Regions from separate parts of the Sus scrofa genome. Here all the other regions are linked to region 3. The links are chromatin contacts, called in public Hi-C maps. All regions are on one chromosome and are shown on one strand. The core of a region is the stretch at or near the end of the contact, and the rest is flanking DNA. Distances in the headings are between cores, read along the strand shown. Region 1 holds the start of AKAP13 (A-kinase anchor protein 13). Region 2 has its middle 39 kb from the start of AKAP13. Region 3 overlaps AKAP13 (A-kinase anchor protein 13).

Region 1 (4,220 bases), core at 388-2,887, 81 kb before region 3:
ATAAAAAGTATTTTAAGTTGATATGACATACATGTATAAAGTGTGTAAAGTGCACTAATCTTAAACATACAGCTGAATTAACTTTCATATGTCTATACCTTTGTAATCCACCATTCAGATCAAAATACAGAACATGCCTTACACCTCCCCTGCTCCTTCCCAGCCAATAATGCTTCTAGAACAATCTAGATAATCACTATTCTCACTCCAGTTACTATCAATTTGCATGTTTTTTGTTTGTTTTTGTTTTGCCCCCTCTGCCAAATGTGGAAATTCCTGGGTCAGGCATTAAACTCATGCACCTGTGGAGCCACTGCAGTGACAACACTGGATCCTTAACCCGATGGGCCACAAAGAAAATCCATTCTGCACGTTCTTGAACTTCATTTAAAGTGTGCCCAGTTTTGACTTAATTTTTTTTTTTTTTTGATCTTTTTATGGCGGTTCCCAGGCTAGGGGTCCAATTAGAGCTGTAGCTGCTGGCCTAAGCCAGAGCCACAGCAACTCAGGATCTGAGCCATGTAGGGCAACACTGGATCCTTAACCCACTGAGTAAGGCCAGGATCTAACCGAGCCCTCATGGATGCTAGTTGGGTTCGTTAACTGCTGAGCCACGATGGGAACTCTTTACTTGAATTTTTTTTTTCTTTTCTTTTAGGGCCACACTTGGGGCATATGGAAGTTCCCAGGCTAGGGGTCTAATCCAAGCTGCAGTTGCCAGCCTACATCATAGAAACTTGGGATCCCAGCCGCATCTGCGACCTACACCAGGGCTCACAGGATGCTGGATTCTTAACCCACTGAGCAAGGCCAGGGATTGAAACTGCATCCTTATGGATACTAGTTGGGTTCACTACTGCTGAGTCACAATGGGAACTCCTAAATTTTTTAAGTAGATTCACTCTTACAACTTCATATTTCATCTAAAAAATAACATCAATGAAATAATTGTTTGATGTGACAGGCATTTTCCCTCAATACACATTGAAATAAACGAACACCGATCAAAATGAGTTTCTTCGTGTACCAACAGACCATACTTTGTTTCTCAAAAGCCACCAAGGTGATTTCAGAGGTCCCTGCAAATTGAAGATTGCATGATTTTGCGGTGATTGAAAAGCCAAAGGTTTATGGAATGACTTGCCATAATCCTGATGCCACCATCGAGCCTTTCATCTATGCTTCCAACCATGTAACTAAAAATATGTTGAATATTTAGCAATGATTCTTTTAGGCACAGGACACAGAAAAGACCCACTTTCTAATTTCAAGTGGAGGGAAGTAAAGAGTAAATGATTTCACTTGTGTTACAGCAAGTGCTACATTTTAGGTAAGCATCTCCCTCCGACACACACACAGAGGAAGGGCGGTTTCCCGAAACAGGGCAGAGAGGTGAGGGTGGATGAGCATTTCAGTCAGGCACCTCCACACGGTACCCGACTTTGATCACTTTACCGCAGCGGAGCGGCGGCGGTCAACCTCAGCCTTCCTTAGCAACCTGAGGGCACCGCCCATGTACCTCACTATTGGTCTCACGGATCTTGATAGGCAGCTCTGCCGTGCAATCCCAGCTAGCGGCCCCTGGCTCCGCGCTTATTCATGGGAGGGCGCTTAAGCCTTACCGTCCTCCTCCGGTGCCCCGCCCATTCCCGAGCGGCTTGTGGCGCATGCGCGGGCGGGTTGGGGCTGTGTGCAGGGCCAGCCCCGAGCCGGAGCCGCCGCGGTGAAACGCCCGGGCTCCGCCGAGACCACCGTGCCGGCTCCTTGCCTCCGTCGCCGCAGTTTCGGGCCGTCGCCACCACCTCTGCTGCTGCCGCCGGAAGAGCGGCTAACTATTGTCTTTCTCCGCGGCGAGGGTGCGGAGCTGCTCCGGCTTGGCCCGCGGGGGAGCCCCGGGGCGCCTCACGGTGAGAGTGCAACTTAGTTGGCGGAGTTGGGGGAAGTTTTGTGATTTGAGGAGGGGTCGCGGGCGGGAGCCTGGGCCCCTCCCCTTGCGGCCGCTCCTCGGGGCGGGGGCGGGGGCCCGGAGCTGCCGGGGTGGGGCGGGGGCGCGCGCCGGCGGGCGGGGATGAATGAGCGGCTGGGGAGCGCCCCCCGGCTCTGCAGCCCCCGCCTCCCTACGCGGCCCCCTTCACGCATTGTCTGTCCTGGGGCTGGGGCGCTCCTTCCCGCTCCCAAAGTTCATCTTCGGGGCCGCCTCCACTCCCGGAATAGGAGGCGCATCCGCCCCACACAGCTGGGATGCCCCCTCAGGCGACCCCACAGCCCGCAAGGCTTGGAACCCCGGCCCCGGCTTCCTCGGTCGGCCTCTCTGGGAGCAGGGGCCGGGATCGCCCGGGAGCTGCAGCTGCTCTGTGGGTCCCTCCGTCCGATGGAGTCGGCGAACAAGTGCTGCGGACGCGAGGGAGCGGCTCCCGGGGGCCAGCGCCGGCGGTAAACACGCCGGGCCGCGCCCACCTTTGGGGGGCGCTCTCGGCGCCCGTTCCCGGGGGCGCGGCCGGGGGACCTGCGCGGGTCGGGGACTTGCAGCCGGAGGGGACCCGCTTTGGGACCGTGCCACGGCCTCAACTCTGTCGAGTTCAAGTGCAGCCATACTTTCAGACCAAACAAAACTTTTTTTTTTTTTTGGTAAATCTGGTTTAGTGAACTTCTCTCCGTTCTCTTTTTTTCACACAAAGTCAACTAGTATGTGATTTTTTTTTTTTTCTTAATACGGGGGAAATCCAACTTTTTCCATCAGAAGAAAGGATAGACTTTTTGTTTTTGCTTTTTGGAATGGTTCTTAACAGCAAAATGATTCAGTCACACTTAAAGTTTCTAGATCTTACTGTGAACTGAGGAGCTCACAGTGTTAAGTTGGATTGAGCAATATTTTTGGTGTTCGTCGTCTTAGCTTTTACTCTCAGTGAAGTTATTTTGAGTTTGCTGCTGCAGGCATATAGAACTAAAGGGAAAAGCATGTACTTTTTTTTTTTTTTAATTCAACAACTACCCCCCCGCTCCCCCAGCCTCATTTTCAGAAGAAACTTTTTTTTTAACCGTTGGGTTTTCCAGATCAGGACAAATGCTGGCAGTTTTGGAGAGGTTTTTTTGTTTTTTGTTTTTGTTTTTTTTTGCAAGTTTGTAAAGGAGTTCTGATCAGCTGAGATAAATAATTGTTACAGTCCTGTAAGCTTTCATGGTCTCTGGGGATTTGCAGGCTGCAAGAAGTACAAGCCTTGTCAAGCTTTGGGTACATCGGTTCTGCCAAATTCAGTTCCTTTGGATGTGAGAATGATTCTGTATAACACGCCCCCCCGCGACCCCCCCCCCCACCGCGCGCAGGTGGAACAAGCCTAAATGTCTGTCAAATTGCGTGGTGGAACAAAAGGACCAGAATGTGTTGCTTTCAGTTGTTGTATCTCTTTGCCATTTGCTAAATTAACAAGAAAAATATGAGCATTACCGTGTGGGTCGTTATCGTTGATTGGTTTCTTATGTTCAGTGAGCGATGTAGAGAAGTGTTACCTGGGTTTTTCTAGTTTGGTCAGCTTCATTTTGCTTTGAAAAGCCAATTTTCTTCACCTGACAAAGCTAAAGAAATTCTCTGATGGCATAAGCTTGTACTTTTAAAGTACAATAACAAGGTCATTTTTAGGAATCATAATCCTTGCACTTAGGGCTTTCCTTCCTGGTTGTGTGGTTGTGTGTGCCTGCGTTGGTGGTGGGGGGGTTGTGGAAAGGGAGGTTGACAAGGTTGGAAGGGGTTGTCAGGGAGGAACAAAATATAAACAAATACTATTTAGAACCTAATGTGGCAAGTGGGCCCGTTGCTTACCTTCTCTGATAGCATTGTTTTTTTGTTTTAGGATTTCTCACACTTCATTTATTTGCTTAATAGTAACTGTATAAGTAAGTGTAAATGGACTCCTCTTCTAGTCTTCTAGTCTGGTAGCTCCTGGAGGTCTGTGGTGGGTCTTACCTCTCACCCAGCTCTGTGCCCTCTCTGCCAGGAAGGAGTCTTTAACACTGTGCAGGTGCTCAGGATGCATTTGAATTGAGTGAAGTGCTTGATACCTCACCCTTGGTCCTTTGCAAGAGAACCTCTACCTCTGGGGACTTGTCCACAATGACAGTTCACTTGCAGGTCTGTGATGAAATTTGATGTACTCCATAAGGATTTCTGATCTTTCTTTTTAACCTGTTAATTACTTCTTGAAAATGATTGAGGTTTAAATAGT
Region 2 (4,282 bases), core at 236-2,735, 120 kb before region 3:
AGACAACAGGAAAGAATATTTGAAAGAAAGGGAAAGTGAAGGATGAGGGGGAAAGTAGACTAGAATCTTCAAGGAGAACTCCTCCACAGCCAGACTGGTTCTCAGTGCAAGCACATTGACACTGATCCCATGAGCACTCTCAGAATACTTTTGTTCCTGTTTTTCAACAACTCTACCACTCTAAGTGTGGTGTCCAGAGCAGCAGAATTGGCACCACCTGGCATCTCCTTAGAAGTGAAGAATCTCAGCCCTCCCCAGACCTCCTGACTCAAAATCTGCATTTTAACAAGATCCCCCAAGTGATTCATATGCGCATTCATGTTTGAGAAGCACTGTTCTAAGGTTTCCAAAAGGCAAAATAAAACTGCAAAGTGAACAGCTGCAAAACAGATGCAAAGCAAACCACGTGGTGTAACATATGACTTCTCCAGAGGATTTATGACCCTCTGTGGATGGTAGCTTGTAATATAGAAAACAGAAATTTGAAAGAATGTGTGCAAAAAAATCAATGTCATGTTATATCTTTTTAATTGCCCTTAAAGGGATCCACCTTGGGTTCAAGAAAATGTAGTGCTAGTACCTAAAACTGCTTCATGCACCCAATGAGGGCACAAGTATTTGGTGGGTTTTTGTTTTTGGTTTTTTCTCATAAGGAACAAAGTTAAGATTTATACTGATCTTCCATGAAATCAGGGAGTTTGATTTGATCAGTATTTCCAACACAGCATTCCATAGTACCAAAATTTTGTAACGAGAAAAAAGTCAATGTTGTATATTTTAAATAACTTAGAAAATAGACTAAGGTGACTGGATCAGTTTCAACTTAAAGTCCTCATTCAACTTACCCAGATTGATTCATTGAAGAAATATTAAGTACCTCCTAGTGTATAGCACAAGGAAATTTACTCAATACTGTGTAATAAAGTATATGGGAAAAGAATCTGAAAAGGAATGGATATATGTATAACCGATTTACTGTGCTGTACTCCTGAAATTAACATAATTTTGTACATCAACTATATTCCAATAAAATTTTAAAAAGAAAGAAAGATTAGGTCCCAGAATCTTTGCAAAGGAGAGTTTGAAGGAATGCAGCAACCAGTGCTGCAAATCATTGCCTGAGATTAGGTGCGGCAGGCAGCACTTGATAACTGAGACGAGAGGGGAACAGAGATGGGGGAGGAGTCGGACCCGCAGGACCTGGAGGGAGGAGGAGGGGGAGGAGCTCTGGATGCCCTTGTGAATGCGCTGGAGCTCGACCGTTCGGGAGGCAGGTCTAGCCGGATTCACACGCTTGCCTGCAGGACAGACCACGACTCTGCTTGTGGAAGGTTTTCCGAGGACAACGTCCCGCGATCCCGCTGCCTCTTTCCCACGGAGCTGTGGCCGAGTTTCAGTTGAACAATCCACAAGGGTCAAGACTCTGGAGAGCAGGTCTAGGAGAGGCCGCTAGAGGCCGCGCTCGGTCCCTTCCCCGAAAACCGAAAGGGCTCCAGCGAATGTGTGTTCAGCCAGCACTGTGTTCTTTCATAACCTCCGCGCTGTGCTTGCGGCTCTCTGCGAAGGCCGGAGGCAGATCAAACACCGGCCTCGAAGTCAGAGAATGCTGTAGCCCCTCCATCACAGATGGTGGGATGCTGGGTGGCCTCTTAGAGCCCTTCCTCCGACTGCCGGGCCTCTCCCCAGGACTCCCCTGGGGCTGAAAGCTTGGTCCGCTGATAACAGTCCCCTGACCCCGCTGGGATTCTGAAGCCCAGAGAATGGATTTGGAGAGAAAGCAGTGGAGCAAGGGTGGAGAGAGAAGGAACCTCAGAGCTCAGGCAGGCAGACTCCTTCCCAGCGTGGCACCTGAGCCTTGGGACTGCTCCCCTGGAGGTTGGGCCTGAGTTGACGCTACAGGAGGAACCCAAGTGGAAGAAATCAACCAATCTGGGAAATGAAGCAGAGGTTTCTAGAGGCTGCCCCGCCTAAAAGAGTGTTCAAAGGCCACTGAATTCTTAAGGTCATTGGACTTTTTTTTTTTTTTAACCTGTGACGACTCAGTCAGGACAAGGCAAGCAAGAGAAAATTGCTCCTGAAATACTTCCTGAAAAGTTCTGAACCAGTGAATCACAATCCGGTCGCAGGACAGAGAGGCACTGGCACTTCCACAGGGAAAGGAAATCACCCAATATTTGTGAGCACCCCTCCAGGCTCACAAATTTTTGCATTCAGTTGCTTAGTGCTTTTTGCATTCAGTTGCTTAGTGACCTAACAGGCCAGGGGGGCGAATATAAATATCTCCATTTCCCTGATGTCAACATCAGGACTGGGAGATGTTAAGTAATTTTCCAGGGTGGGCTGGTAACAAAGTGACAGAGCTATGATGCTTGTTTATTTGATTTAGTTTATAAATAGATTATACAGTCACATCATTCAAAATCATAAAGCCTAGAAAAATCTCTCATCCACATGACCCCCAAATATCCAGTTGCCTTCATACACAGGTAATAACTACCATCATGTGTTCCTTATTATGTAGACACTTTCAGCATTTCCTTATGCATACCAGTTAATGAGAAATATATTATTTTTGTTTGTTTGATTTTCTTGTTATTGTTGTTGTCTTTTTGCCTTTTCTGTGGCCACTCCCTCGGCATATGGAGGTTCCCAGGCTAGGGGTCGAATCGGAGCTGTAGCCACGCCACAGCCACAGCAACGTGGGATCTGAGCGTCTGCAACCTACACCACAGCTCACAGCAATGCCAGATCCTTAACCCACTGAGCAAGGCCAGGGACTGAACCCGCAACCTCATGGTTCCTAATCGGTTTCGTTAACCACTGCACCACGACAGGAACTCCCGAGAAATATATTCTTATTTTGACTCCATTTTCTCACAAAACATGGCATACTATATACATACTGCTCTGTGTCTTGCTGTTTTTACTTGATATCTTGTAGATCTTTCTGTGTCAGCACATTAAAACCTTCTTCATTCTTTTCCTTTTACAGCTGCACAATATTCCATTGTATGGAGGTACCACATTTAATTAACCCATTCTCTACTGTTGGATACTGGGTTGTTTCCAATCTTTTGCTACTGTAAACAGTGTTGCAATGAATAGCTTTGTACCTACATCGTTTTGCACATGCAAGAGCCAGGAGTCCATATCCTTCCAGCTCTAAATAGTTTGTTCCTTCCCCTCTAAAGCTGATGTAGGACCAATTATATATGCCAGTTGATAGGTAAATACTCATATCTCTGTCATCCCCACCCCCATGCCCAGTCTTCCTATTTTCCTGTTCTAGTTATGAAGCCTATTTGTATTTGAAACAACTACAGAGACTCTGGACAGAGAGTACTTGCCATTTTATCTTTTTCTGTGGTTGCTTCATTTCATTCTTCAAATACCAAGTGTGACTGTAACTGGGCTGTACTGGAGATAAAATCTGCAGATGTTGTTCTGCATAAACATGGAATTTCTGCTACTGGTTGGATCACACTGTATTATACATGTGCCAGGGGAGTTCAAATCCTGCATACCGTAGCCTACATCAGACTTGGATTCCAGCTTAGAACTGAAAGGAAGATGAGCTGGAGGCAGTCTGCTGCTGTGAGAGCCAGCATCTATTTTCATTTCTGGCTGTTGACCTAAAGGGACATGAAATGAATGGAGGCAACATTAGGGAGGTCCAAGGAAGTTTGCCTTCTGGGAAAGATAAAATGTATCACCCAATCATTCATCCTGGGCCTTGGTGGTCATTTTGTCATCTCTTTTTACACTTAGATTTTCAGATTTGCCTTTCAAGATAGTTTTTTATCTCTCCAAACAGGATTTGGTGATTAGAGAGAATACTGGGTAAGGTAAGAGGGACAGGAACAAGAGAAGATAGATTGTTTTTTAACATGTAACTACCATGTGCATGGTTAACCAACATAGGTTCTCCCTGTTTTGGATGCAGTTCGATCCAAGTCTTCATTCTTAGGTGCTTACTGCACACCAGTCACCATGTTGACGGACGGCAGAAGGCCCAGATCCTCTGGGTCTAAAAGGTGATTCAGACACATTCCAGGTATGTTCAATGCAGAACAAGAGATCAATTCAAAGTGATAATGAGCTGTGATGTAGGTGGAGATGTCTCATCTAGCTCAGAGGAGGAGTGCTTGACCTTAAGTGAGGAGAGGGAGAGGTGGGGCTGGCAGTTTAGGATGGCTTCTTTTGGGGAAATAATACTGAAGTAAACCTTGAGAAGTAGCAGGAGATGCTCCAGCAAAGAAAGTAAACAAAGAAAACAGCATAA
Region 3 (4,440 bases), core at 614-3,113:
CTTATGTAACAGCAACTAAATTTGGGGGGCAGCAGATTTCAGCTGGCAGATGTTAGCCTGTATTTGTGTAGAAGGGACTCTCTTCATTCCCAGCTGATTCTCAGGCTTGGAAATATTTCCATTTGGATGTGGGTAGGAACATGTTGGTCTGTTGAGTTGCTTTACCTGTTGGGTAATTACACAGCTGACTTTTTCTGTAGGCCATTACCTACTACTGCGGACAAACAGAATAGGGCACATCTGTAAATTAGTCTAAAATGTTTAAGTTTTGGGGGAGATTAATTAGTTTACAGAGAAGCTCTAAACAAGCATGTCTTTGCCTTCCTCCTCACCCTTCAGTCTTTTATGCTGCTTCCTCTAGCATTTTCCATTTATGTGACTGAGAAGACTTTCTCTTCCTTCTCATCCTCACCGTGTTTGGTGGTCAGCTCACAAAATCACCTTGACTCCTTTGTTTTTATACATACCTAAGGCACACAGTATTTCTCTACGTGGAATTAAGGTGTGTTAGAGTTGGGAGGAACTTTCGTGATTACCTACTCCAACCCCCTCCCTTCACAGAATAAGAAATGGAGGTCATGAGGCTTGCTACAGATTAGGAGAGGCATCACTGTAGTAGTTTAGAGGTTAAGATCTGGGTTCTGGCTCCCACTGTTTACCAACTGTGTGATCTTATACACGTTACTTAACTATGACTCTCTTCATTTGTAAAATGGATTAATGTGAGGATTAGCAAGGTGTTTGGAACAGAGAGAACTCTTGTAAGTGCCAGTGAAGATGATGATGGTGATGTTATGTCTTCATGGTTAATAAAGCTGTAAGATGTCAGAGCTATAGAATTACAGTGTCTACCTTTTGGATGAACAAATAAGAACAACACTCATTGAGAATGAAACAGGAAGCTTTCAGTTTACCTGTCAGTGAGGTACATATACTTTGTGTGGTTTGGGGGAGTGTGAATTCTAAAAGCCCGTGAGTGCTTGTTTACCACCCGGTGTATTTCCAGTGTATGCTGAGACAATGAGGGAGGAAGGAATATTTTTAAAAATGCCCTTGGTTGAGTTTCAGAAATGGATTTCAGATGCCAGGAAGCAGCTTGTAGCAAGAGGATGAGATCAGTTGGTATAATTGGAGCTAGTTGATAATCCTTTTACTCTGTTCTCTGAGCATTTAGTATTCCTATTTCTGTACAGGCATATGAGCTAGAAAATGACTAGGTCTCTCCATAGATATGTCAAGTATCAAGTTGGGGAGGGAGAAGCATAGGGTGAGGGGAATGTGGAATGGAGCCAAGAGTCAGTGTTCAGCCTTCATCTTGGCTTAGCTTTTTCCTGTAGTAGGTACTGTGGCAGTTTTGTTCTATTTAAATGCCTCTGGAGATTATTTTAGAATGTGATCTTTAGTTTGTTTCATTATACCAACATTTAGGGAGGGGAATAGAGGGAAAGAAAGAGGAATCGGGGATATATTTTTAAAACTATGAAAAAAAATTGACCTATGCGCTTTTACCTCATGGGGTAGAGGCTGAGACTGTTAGTGTGTGGTTTTTACCATTTTACCTCCTGCTGATGAAAAACCAGCCACAAAGTCAACTGTTCTTGAGCCCAAGTTTGATGGTTGGAAACACCTTTTTCATTTTAGTCAGGTCACTTAGAGGGAGAATCGGTATCACTGAAGTTTTAACTCTAAAGCTTCTGAACTGGTGATTAGTAGACTGGGCTCTGTTTCTTAAGGATTCTGCTGTTGCTGCAAGTGAGGAGTAAGGATTTTGTCTCCTAGTTGTTTCTGTCTTACAGTACTGTATTCTTCTATTGGCTGTCCCAAGTCAGGTGTGCCTATTGGCTGAGTGTGTGCCAGTGAAAGTCAAGAGTTTATAGAACAGTTGCTCTGTCACCACCATACGAAGTGCTGCGGACATTCGATTGACCCACAGCACTTCTCAGAGGCACATGATTACCAGCTGCTTCATGCAGAGGAGAAAGGCCTTTCAGCCAGCAAGGGCTTGGACTTCAGTGCCCTCCTCCCTGTGGCCCTCTTGCTCTGGTCAGAGAGGTTCACCTATTCATCACATGGCAGGGGATGTGTAAGGGATTGCCTCTTCAGTCTGCCCGCTCAGATCTTTGGAGTAATGTTCCGTCTTTCAGATGGGTTTGAGTTCTAGCCGACTTCTAACCATGACTAATCTAGCTCTGGACCAACTGTTGCTGTGATGGGGGTGGGGCTTCTGTAGGGCTTATTTAATTTATGTGGAGAATCAGAAAGCCAAGGATCTTGAACTCTTTGGAGAGTTTATTTGCACTATTTATAGTTTGTTGTTCTATCCACAGTCTCTGTCTGGAGTAAATACTCAAATACTTGTTGAATTGAATGATTTCCCTCGATGCCTTTTGTTTGCGTCCATTACTTCTCTTCTTCATCCCTTCCACATTGAGTTGCTTTCTGGATGGCCTGGGTTCTTGGAAGACACATGTTCAGATACCTGCTCTTCAGTCCCACCCTCACTCCCAGTTAACAAAATCTGCACAGCAACAGTTTTACTTTTGGGACAGTAGGCCTTGAAATCTTTGCTCTTTTCCCCCTACACTAATTCACTTTTTTTCTTTTTTGGCCACATCTGTGGCATATTAATTTATTTTTTGATTGTAAAGATTTTCAGGAAAAGCAGTCAGTTGAAGTGTTGGTATGATCCAGTTATTAGCACTTGGGTCATTCTATAATAATATTGATTTTATGAAATAGCTATCTATATTTTTTGTATTTTGAGGTGTTGAAATTTTAAGTGAAAGAGTACTGTGTAGTAGATGCCTAACTTTCTGTAGCTACATTTTTGTGTATATTATAAATATATTAAGTATTTGAAGCTTCACATGCATAGTAATATTGTCTGTTTCCACATTTACTAGAAACAATAGTTCATCATGCATTTCTGTTATGTGCCATTTATATCCGCACACTTAGCTAGAAATGCTAGATTTTTTAAAGCAAGAGGTCTTTTTTAATGACAGTCTTATTTTTTAACTTATTTCAAGTGGAGAAATTAATTTTCCTTCTTTTTTTCTTTTTTTGTCTTTGTCTTTTTAGCATCCCTTCCCCCCTCCCCCCCTGGCATATAGAAGTTCCCAGACTAGAGGTCAAATTGGAGCTGCAGCCACCAGTCTACACTACAGCCACAGCAATGCCAGATCCAAGCCACATTTGTGGCTTATATTGCAGCTTGTGTCAATGCCGGATCCTTAACCCACTGAATGAGGCCAGGGATCAAACCCCCATACTCTTGGATACTAGTCGGGCTCTTAACCCACTGAGCCTCAACAGGAACCCCTAATTTTCCATTTTTTATTGTTTGAGTTAGGTCACATATGTGACCCTCTAAGAGTTTCCTATTAAGAGAAATTCAGAAAATTTCAAATTCAGGGAATTATCTCTGAAATTTCTCTTAACTCTGTTATTTGTAAATCCAGAACAAGTGTAATGTCCCAATTTAGCTGGGTGATAACCTTTTAATAATTTGATGAAAAGCTACCTTTTGAGTCATTTTTAAACTATTTTCAATGAATTGATGGAGTTCCGGAGAATTTGCAGAACACGTTGTAGTTCATTTTCAACTCAATTGAGATCTCATCTTACCCATTCTTTATCTTAGTCTTGTCAAACATGTGTGTTTATCTTGTGAAGCAGTATGTCTGAATTGCAAGTGGATTATGTTTATTAACATCCAAACAGAATTAGCCAGAGCTCTTATAAATCACAGTTTTCAAAATGTGGAGGCAGGCGCTTCTTCCTCTACTGTGGAGGCTCTGAGTGTGGATTGTTTCCTTTAGAGCCAACCCCCCACCCCACCCCCACCCCTGCCCAGATGACTTGGAGGGGAGATTACTGAGCAATACCTTTCCCATATATTGAGAGGTTGAAAAACAGTAGTTATGTCACAACACTGAGACATTTTGGTCTTTAGCTACTTAAATTCTCTGCTGAAACTGCTATTCAAATTAGCACATGTTCTACATAGTATGTTATTGTTCTATAGGGCATCTAGATTGTTAGAAGTAGGGGTGATGATTTTCCTGTGCTTTTATTGGTTGATTGACCCTAGTTTGTTCCCACCCAAACCAAGTTTATCAGTAATTGAAAAAAACTCCATCTGCTCATTGTGTGTTATAAAAACAAAAATGACTCCCCAAGGGGTAACTCTAGCCAGGAATGTTTTATGAATAGAAATTTAACTTTCAAAATAAAATTTTTCACTTAAGTTAATAAAATGATATTAAAAAATGAATAGAGGGCTGCTGAAAATATTGGAGTTTCCTTGACTGTAGAATTTTTATTTAATTATAAAATAGATTTCTTGCAGTCTTTATTTTTTTTTTTAAAAAAAAAACTACTAATTTTTTGAAATGCCATTTTTCTCCAGATGTTAATTAGAGACTTAGTACTGGAGAA

What was found. Hi-C and Micro-C count contacts between places; a contact is called where the count stands out from the background.
Region 1: a Hi-C map of fetal skeletal muscle shows a contact between it and region 3, with 1.9 times the contacts expected there. The contact joins the promoter of AKAP13 here to the enhancer-like site in region 3. A contact is called at or near these places in 1 of 5 promoter capture datasets (fetal skeletal muscle), 4 of 47 Hi-C or Micro-C datasets (embryonic fibroblasts, fetal heart ventricle, fetal skeletal muscle and 1 more) and 1 of 2 datasets of contacts at active chromatin or transcription factors (skeletal muscle).
Region 2: a contact with region 3 is called in a Hi-C map of skeletal muscle, with 2.7 times the contacts expected there. The contact joins two enhancer-like sites. A contact is called at or near these places in 1 of 5 promoter capture datasets (liver), 6 of 47 Hi-C or Micro-C datasets (embryonic fibroblasts, fetal heart ventricle, fetal skeletal muscle and 2 more) and 1 of 2 datasets of contacts at active chromatin or transcription factors (skeletal muscle).

Annotation. Positions count from the first base shown.
Region 1 is chr7:87,887,747-87,891,966 of Sscrofa11.1, forward strand. It overlaps AKAP13 (A-kinase anchor protein 13), which reads left to right and starts at 1,638. Exons shown (of 38, transcript XM_021099912.1): 1 at 1,638-1,907.
Region 2 is chr7:87,847,901-87,852,182 of Sscrofa11.1, forward strand. No RefSeq gene overlaps it. Among named protein-coding and RNA genes, the nearest start is that of AKAP13, 39 kb to the right of the region's middle. Within about 2 kb of position 1,486, at least 73 of the 83 cell types and tissues checked have an H3K27ac peak or open chromatin away from gene starts, as enhancers often do. A contact at or near this core is called in fetal skeletal muscle and skeletal muscle, where this site is marked.
Region 3 is chr7:87,968,583-87,973,022 of Sscrofa11.1, forward strand. All of the region lies in intron 1 of AKAP13 (A-kinase anchor protein 13), which reads left to right. Among named protein-coding and RNA genes, the nearest start is that of AKAP13, 81 kb to the left of the region's middle. Within about 2 kb of position 1,864, at least 8 of the 83 cell types and tissues checked have an H3K27ac peak or open chromatin away from gene starts, as enhancers often do. A contact at or near this core is called in fetal skeletal muscle and skeletal muscle, where this site is marked.